Linked DNA regions of Capsicum annuum: region 2 is linked to region 1. A link is a contact called in public Hi-C data. All regions are on one chromosome and are shown on one strand. The core of a region is the stretch at or near the end of the contact, and the rest is flanking DNA. Distances in the headings are between cores, read along the strand shown. Region 1 has its middle 16 kb from the start of LOC107849112. Region 2 has its middle 57 kb from the start of LOC107849196.

Region 1 (4,189 bases), core at 1,122-3,621:
TATGTCACATGGAGATAATTTTTTAGTTGGTCGACGGCCCCCTTTTTTCCTTATCCGTATTTGCTCATAAGAAATTATTTTATTTCAATACTACAATTAGTGTTAAATGACTACGTAAACTAATAGTAGTTAAATTTAAATTTTTAAGGCATAACTAATATAATAATAATGGTTTTGAACTGTGAAAGAATGATTTGTACAATGTCTTCCTTAAGGAGTATAAAAATAATAATGTTAGGATGAGAGAACCTTCCTCTATGTAGAAAATAAAAAAGAGAATCTCAGATTGAAAAAGGGAATTGTTGTACTCCGATGGTCGACTAAGTCTTATTAAACAAGTTTTAAGGTTTTCATGATGTTGACCTTCAGTCGTCATCCAAACATGAATACCTTCGTTTAAGAGACTATTTTTAATGTAAAAAGTCTTAAATTCAGGATTTTTCGCTCGAAATCATTTTCCTTCTAGTATAATCATCCTTTATTCATTTTGAAAGATAGGTCCTCGACAAACAGAACATAGAAATTTAAAAAAAAAGATAGAAAGGTTTGTAGCTGTTCGTTCGTTACAAAACTTCATGGCAAACAGATAATTGTATATAAAATATATACTTTTTTTCACAATTTGCATGTCCTTAGAAAAATAGAAACGAAAAAATTGTATATAGATGTTAAATTTCTTAACCAATTTTGCACGTGCACTTTACAAACTTCGATTCAGACAATGTACATTTATATTTTTAGAATAATATTTTTTATTTATATATCAAACTTAAAAAATCAAGAAAACTTAGATTCAGGCGATACATAATTACCTCCGTACTAAACACACTCTTAATAGCAGTTTTACTATTATTTAACTAGAAAACAATCATTGTTATATCTCCACAATGATCTTCCCTGTGGCAGGTCCATCAAGGCTCTTGGCCCACGCATCTTGAGCCTTACTTAGAGGATGCTTAGAGTCAAAGCAAGTCTTTAACTTCCCTTCTTTCACCAATCTAACTAGCAAGTTCAGTTCCTTATCTTCTTTAGGAATTAAAACCAATGGCAGCAACTGCTTTTTGGAGAAGGTCAGTTTCTTCAATACATAGGTGCACATTGAACTAGGCCCAGGAGTCAGATCAATGACCTTACCTGTGTCACTCAAATTAGGCTCAAATGTAGACCAAAATGTCTCTAGCACAGTGAACCACTACATCATACCTCTGTCCTGATGGACTCTTAAGCTTAGCTCCTTCTGGTGTTTTATAGTCAAGAACCTCATCTGCTCCTAAGTTCTTCACGAATTCAACGTTGCGAGCTCCACAGGTCCCTGTAACGTGAGCATTATCCAACTTTGCCAATTGAACAGCATAATGACCAACACCACCTGAGGCAGCGGTGACAAGAACGTTCATACGCGCGGTCCACTTCCATCTAGCTTGATTCCAGCAACATCCACAAGGGCCTTGTGTGCTGTAAGAGCAGCAATTGGGAGGCCTGCACCTTCAGCAGCCGATACTTCTTCTGGCCTTGGAACAGTCAAGTTCTCCTTTGCAACTACATACTCCGCTAATCCACCTCCTATCTGTTATTGAATGGACGGGAATAAGCAATACCACAAACAAAAGAAAAGAAGAAGAACACAGATTTTACGTGAAAACCCCTGACGGAAAAAGGGGAGGAAATTCACTATAATGGAGAGGAATATAAGGAGAAGACAAAAGTCTCAATGACGTATATTAAAACAAAAAACGACCCACTAGATCGCAATTATATGATACGTGCGTACAAATAAATCTTAAATTCAAAAACATACATGTCCATACCGCGATCTCTACGCTCCCACCACATATACCCCCCACCCCGCAAAAAAAAATCTCAAACATGGTCGCACCGCGATCTTTTCAGGGCCGGATCAACAAATTTCGGGTCACAAACTCTAACACTATCTATTATTAAGCACACGAAGATCGTAAAAACTATTATTATAAATTATGTTTTAAGCACCGATACCGTAAGGAATTTTTAACTACTAAGTTAAGCCGGCATTCAATAAAAAGTAACTATCCATATCAAGACTAAAATGATAACCTGAAAAATGGAGTGATAACATGCAATATACAGATAAATGGCACTTTCGGTGTAACAATTCTCTACACTTACCTCATCATATTAAACCAAAGAAAACAATCAAGAGCATATGTACTTTGGAATAATAGTAGCAGAGAGCAAATCAAAGAAGAGACAAGACACAATTCTTATTGTCACCTAAATGTAACTTTAGAGCCTACCCGCTGCAAGGAAAGTACATTGAAAATTAACAAGTCAAAACTGGTGGGAATTGGACTTACAAGTGGATTAAGGAGAGCCACAACTTTGTCACCAGCCTTAAATTTTACCACACTTGATCCAACGTCTACAACCTCTCTTGCTACATCAGTACCTACTCACAAAGATACAATATTAAAAGTGAATAAGTTTAAGAAGAAGACAATAAACGATGGAGCAAAAAATTAAAGGATTAACTGATGAGATAAATTATTGCACGTACAAGGTATAACGGGAAATTTGCGAGGAACAGAAGGACGAGCCACGCCTTTCTGAATTCTCAAGTCTAATGGATTTAAGCTTGTAGCCTCCAACCTTAGCAGGACTTCATCCTCGTTCGGAGTAGGCACTGAACTTCAATATGCTGCGATAAGCGTTTAAAAAAGAATGTTCTACTTTGACTTGGCATAAAGTTTAAGAGTATAAAGAAATTTTTGAATCTTGTGCTCTTAAATTAAAGTTGTATTAAATTTACCAAAATGTCCTTAATCTTATGGTCCTAAACATGACAGGTGGAAAATTGAAATTAAAGTATTGCCAAAAAAGAAAATGTCATTCTTTTTTAAATTGACTAAAAAGAAAAGTAGATTATTCGCTTTTAATCGGAGAAAGTATTAGATGTTGACTACCATAAAACATATCTATATGGCATAACACAGTAACTTTAATTTGATATTAAATTATAAACCTTTAACTTTATCGGTGCATAAATAGGTTCTTTAACTATATAAAAATTGAACAAAAAAATACTTCAATCCTACCTAGCAGAATGTGTGTATACACTCAAAATCATGCGCCGTCAGAGTTAGAATTAAAGTATTTTTTTATTCAGCTTTTGTATAGTTATAGAGTCTACTTGTACATGTTTTTTTTATTAGGTGGCAGCATTTGAGTGGATTACTGATCCATGTAGAAGCAATTGAGTTTCACGCAGATAAATTGCAGAATTGGAGTATTTTTTTGTTCAGTTTTTATACAATTAAAGATCTACTTATGCATTGGTAAAGTTAAAGGGCATAGTTATAATTTAGTGTCATTTTGTTTATGTATTATGCCGTATATATATATATATATATATATATATATATATACTAGGGAGACGAGGCCCGTGTTTGCATGGGCCCAACATCGATTATGTTTAGAGCATTTTAAAATTAAATATAAATATCCAAAAGTTAATACTAATTAGACGTTAAATTATAAGAATGCATGATAAAGTTGGGAGAAATTTTAAGTTGTTAACTATTGTATTTTATAATTTTTTTAATATAATTTTCAAATAATATACCTTACTCTCCTTGTCCAAATTTTTGGGACATTGATTGACAATTCTAGAATTTTGAGAGTCAACCAAATATTTTATATCTTTGAATTTTTTTAAGTTGTTCATTATTATGATTTATAGAATTTTTTATGTTTTTTTAAATAATATAACAAATTAAAATAAATACAAACAAATTAAAATGGAAGGAAAAGGATTAAATAAGATGTGCCAAAGCAAGCATTTTGTCCTTTAAACTTTTTTACTTGTTAATTATTGTGATTTATAGTATTTTTTAAGTATTTATTTTTGAAATATGTGACACATTAATTTTGTTTTAGACATTTTAAGTTGTTAACTACTATGATTATAATATTTCTCATGTAATTTTCAAAAAATTTATATTACTCTCCTTGTCCAAACTTTTGCAGCATTAATAACCAATTATATTTTTAAATAATTTAAGTTTTTAAGTGGTACAATGTTTAGATGACCATAATAATTAATTAGGATGATATAATAAAATCACGATTGAAGCAGCGAAATATACATATCTTAAGTGACAATTAATTAGAATTGATATAGCAAAATTACTATAAAAAATTATTGTAAAAAAAA
Region 2 (4,189 bases), core at 558-3,057, 200 kb before region 1:
CTAATTTTTTACGAGATCTTACAAAGAGCCGGGGAGGAAGATTAATCTATTCAGATTGAACATTAATATTACCAACTCTGGGTGTATAATTAACATCATCATCATCTTCATTTAAATCAATTGTGTCTGCTTCATTCTCTTTTTTTATACCATAATTTTCTTAAATTTCTAAAAAATTCATATCATGAGCATCTACACATTTCATTCTCAATAGGTTCACTAATTGATACCAGAGGTCAGAGGCGAACCCAGGATTTGAAGTTTGTGGGTGCACCAGTATTGTCAATGACGCGCATAAGACTCGAAGCAAGACTCAAAATGTGTTGAGCGCTCACTTCACTTAATGTGTAACTTAGGTTCTAATTTCTAATACATACTTTTCCTTGTCAGTCAATGAGGCTTTCTTAAAAGACGGACTGTTTCACTTTATCAAAAAAAAAATTCATATATTTGTCATTCTTGCTTATATTATTAGTCTTAGACTAGACATATATTTATATTTTTTTTCTCTTTATGCTTTTTTTGGGTGAAATCTCACGCTTTATTTGTACTTTGTACTTAAACACAATAGACCATAAAACTTTTTTTATGCTTGTTGCTTTTGATAATACTGTGGTGCACAATATTATCTTAAGACATTAGAAAAACTTTCAATGTCGATTAAGAGATATTATCATATTCAATTGGTCGTCAAAGACATAAACAATATTGAAAAATAAATATATAGAACAAGTATGAGTTCTAAGCTAATAACTTTACTTTCTTATAATATGACGTTTATTTTTAAGATCTTTGGATAATCATTTGTAGTAGCTCAATGATCAAGGGGGATTCACTTCATGGGATGGTTGCAGGTTCAAATCCCCATCCCAACATTTTGATGTTATAAATTTAGTAATGAAAAAATTATTGTTATAAATTTAGTAATAGAAAAAATATTGTGATACCAGGGATCTCATGGACGGAAGCATTGGCTTTAACATCAAGGTGCACTAGCATTCAACTTAATGTAGTAATAAGCCTTTAATCTGAAGATTGAAAATAAAAGAGAAAATATTGCGCGATCCAGGGACCGATCCCTTGTCGCGTGGACGGATGTGATGTCTTCAGCCAGCACGACAAGGTGCGCTAGCATTCATTTTTGGGTGCACTATTAACTATATCTCAATTTCTAAAGGTATATACATGTGTATACGTATAATTTTTTTCGACGTTAACGGGTGCACGTGCACCCCCACTAATAGCTGTTGGTGCCTCTGCCGGAGGGACAAGAGTACATTGAGTATTTGAACTACCTCTATCGAAACTGGAATCAATATATTTTTTTACTATTACTATCACTTCCGAAACAGAAATTTCTAACACTTTTACCGACTTTTCTTAATTTAATCATATTGCAAATTAAACTAACAAATATTCAAAAAACACACAAAAACAATACAAGTAAATATTCAACAAACAATATACTAATCAAAAGTTAAAAGTAAGAGATGGAACAAAAATATTAAATTTTTGAAGTATTCGAAAGTTGAGAGACTTTTGAAACTCACACTCGATATTTGTAATTGTAAAATAATAAAATAAAATGAAGCACGTTATGAGATAATTGAGAAGGACTGAGAGAATGAGAGTGTAAGTTGTGGGGATAGTTTATGAATTGGGGCATTCATAAAAAAACTTTTGAAATTAATTTTTTTTTTAAAAATGCATTTTCTGCACAATTGGCCAACGGCTATATGGCCGTTTGGGGTGCCAACTGTCCAGTTAGCAATGGGCAGCTTTTTTAGAAAAAAATAAAAAAAAATTGAGTGGGACGGTTTGGTTCGGTGCACCAGTGAGCCTGGGCTGATTTCACAATTGGGTCAGTCCGCTGAGTTTCATTGACCAGACGGCCCCACCCGCCTACCCCCCCCCCCCCCCTAGTTTTCGATCAGACCAATTTCGGTCTCCTTATGGGCTAGTTTAACCAGGTAGACCTGGCACATTTGATAAGTCTACACAAACTAGCCTTGCTTTCAAATTCTTTAGTCTATAGTGTTCAAAATTAACTAAATAACTTATTTGTGAATTTTTTTCACTTATTTGTTTGGCCAAACTATTGAAATTAGCTTATTTGAAAAATATTTCTTTAGAATTGCTTTTTGAAAAAACACTTTTGGTTAGAATCATTTTGTGTTTGGGCAAGAAATTCATAAAGCACTTTTGGACAATAATTTATGTTTGATCAAATTTTAAAAAGTACTTCAAGCGTAACAATAATTTATGTTTGATCAAATTTTAAAAAGTACTTCAAGCGTATTTTTCTCAGCGTGTGTTTTAGGAAAAAGTTACTTTTTTACCTTATGAAAAACTGTTTTTCAACTTCTTAGAAGCACTTTTATCTTTTAAAAGTTTAGCTAAACATCTCATTTTAAAAACAAACTCTTTTGAAAAAAAAAATACACTTTTAGAGAAAAATAAGCTTAGTCAACCAAGCTAAAAGACTAATTAATTAATTGATAGAAGTGCAGTAACTTTCCCAAATGCCCTCCACCACCCCTGTCCATTAAGGGTTGACATTTTTTGGATCGTTTGGGGAAAACGAAGTGCAGCCATGGGACATTTAAAAACTTAATTCGAGATTCCAGATTCAAGATTCTAATGAAGCTTTTATTGTTCAACAAGTGATATTTGTTTTTTTGGCATAATATATAAAAAATACCCTTTAATTTGACCTCAAATCATATGACCTTCAACTTTAAGTGTGCACAGGCAGACAATTTAAATTTTTATATGGCATAATACACAAAGGACACCATGCCGGACAAGAATTGATCACGTAGGAAGTCACATAGGACAAATGTGTCTATTTGTTCAATTCTATATAAGTTTAAGTGTTTACTTGTGCAAATCTAAAGTTGGACGTCAAACATAAGATCTGAAGTCAAGTTAAAGAATATGTTTATGTATTGGGCTTTGTTTTTCCTTCATTAACTTTTGTTTTCTATGTTCATGATGTGCAACTTTAACCCCACTGGTTTCCACATTCTTTATCCATCTCATCATTTGAGCACATAATAAAATATATTGGCAGACCTCTTTATAACAAAAATTCACTATACTCATAATCTAATCAGTAATCAAATCTCCGGTACTAATCTTGTCTAGTTTGATGGCGTAAACGTCAGATTACCTTTAAAAGGTACAATTATGAAGATAACATCATCAATAGTGGGAATTATTGTAACACCTCATACCTTTTAAGTTATGATTTTAACAGTTCTACGCATGAAATTAGACCTAAACTCAATGAATTTAATTGTACCTAGGGGAAAGGTTATGTCTTAAGTGGGGGGTCCTATATAATAAGATGGCAAGCATTCATGCGGTTACGGATGTCATGGTATGAGTAGTTGAGACCTTGGGTCCAGCTAGCTATACTAGGGTAGCCGATATATACATTGCATTATGCATTACATTCATCATTTCATTACCGCCTGCTTAGTGATGACTGTATATTTTATGAAAAATACATGTTTAAGTGATACTTCCTTCAACTCATTTTATATGTCATAATTTGATCGGGCATGGAATTTAAGAAATAAGAAAAAACTTGATGATATTTATCAAATTATTATTTATTAAAAAATATATTATTATTGTCTTTAATTGAGTGGGCGATTATAAGTGGATTAATAAGGGGGGAAAATAGAATTGTGCCTTTAAATAATTATCAAATATAGAAAGATGACATTCTATTTTAAATGGATAAAAAAAAAATGGCGACACATACATACATCTGGCCTTGATGTTTATTTAGTTGTGCTCAAATTGATCATTACATCTATTCTGTTATTGTTGGGTTTTAGCTGCTAGTATGGATCTTATAGAGTCCTTTTTGGCCAGTTGAGGTTGATTTACAAGCTTAAGCAGTATAGAATCGAGCCTTTCCATCACTGCACATTAGGATTAGCCGACGATACTGCTGAGTACACATAAATTTTGTACTCATTCCTACCTTTTCTGCATATCTTTGTGCAGGTTCTAAGCCTAGTGTCTCTGACCGGTGATTGGCAGCATGTCTAGTCTTCGAGATTTGAGGTAGTTGCTTTTCTTATCCACGGTACATTTGGATCTCTTCTATGTTTCTATCATTTGTAGTTGTTTTCGGATATTTCTTTCGTTACTCTTAGTAGCATTCAAATTTTAA

The links. Hi-C and Micro-C count contacts between places; a contact is called where the count stands out from the background.
Region 2: a contact with region 1 is called in a Hi-C map of placenta, with 4 times the contacts expected there. The contact joins two enhancer-like sites. A contact is called at or near these places in 2 of 5 Hi-C or Micro-C datasets (leaf and placenta).

The regions. Positions count from the first base shown.
Region 1 is chr1:241,578,628-241,582,816 of UCD10Xv1.1, reverse strand. It overlaps the pseudogene LOC107862420. Among protein-coding and RNA genes, the nearest start is that of LOC107849112, 16 kb to the right of the region's middle. Within about 2 kb of position 2,371, at least 4 of the 5 cell types and tissues checked have an H3K27ac peak or open chromatin away from gene starts, as enhancers often do.
Region 2 is chr1:241,773,124-241,777,312 of UCD10Xv1.1, reverse strand. No RefSeq gene overlaps it. Among protein-coding and RNA genes, the nearest start is that of LOC107849196, 57 kb to the right of the region's middle. Within about 2 kb of position 1,807, at least 3 of the 5 cell types and tissues checked have an H3K27ac peak or open chromatin away from gene starts, as enhancers often do.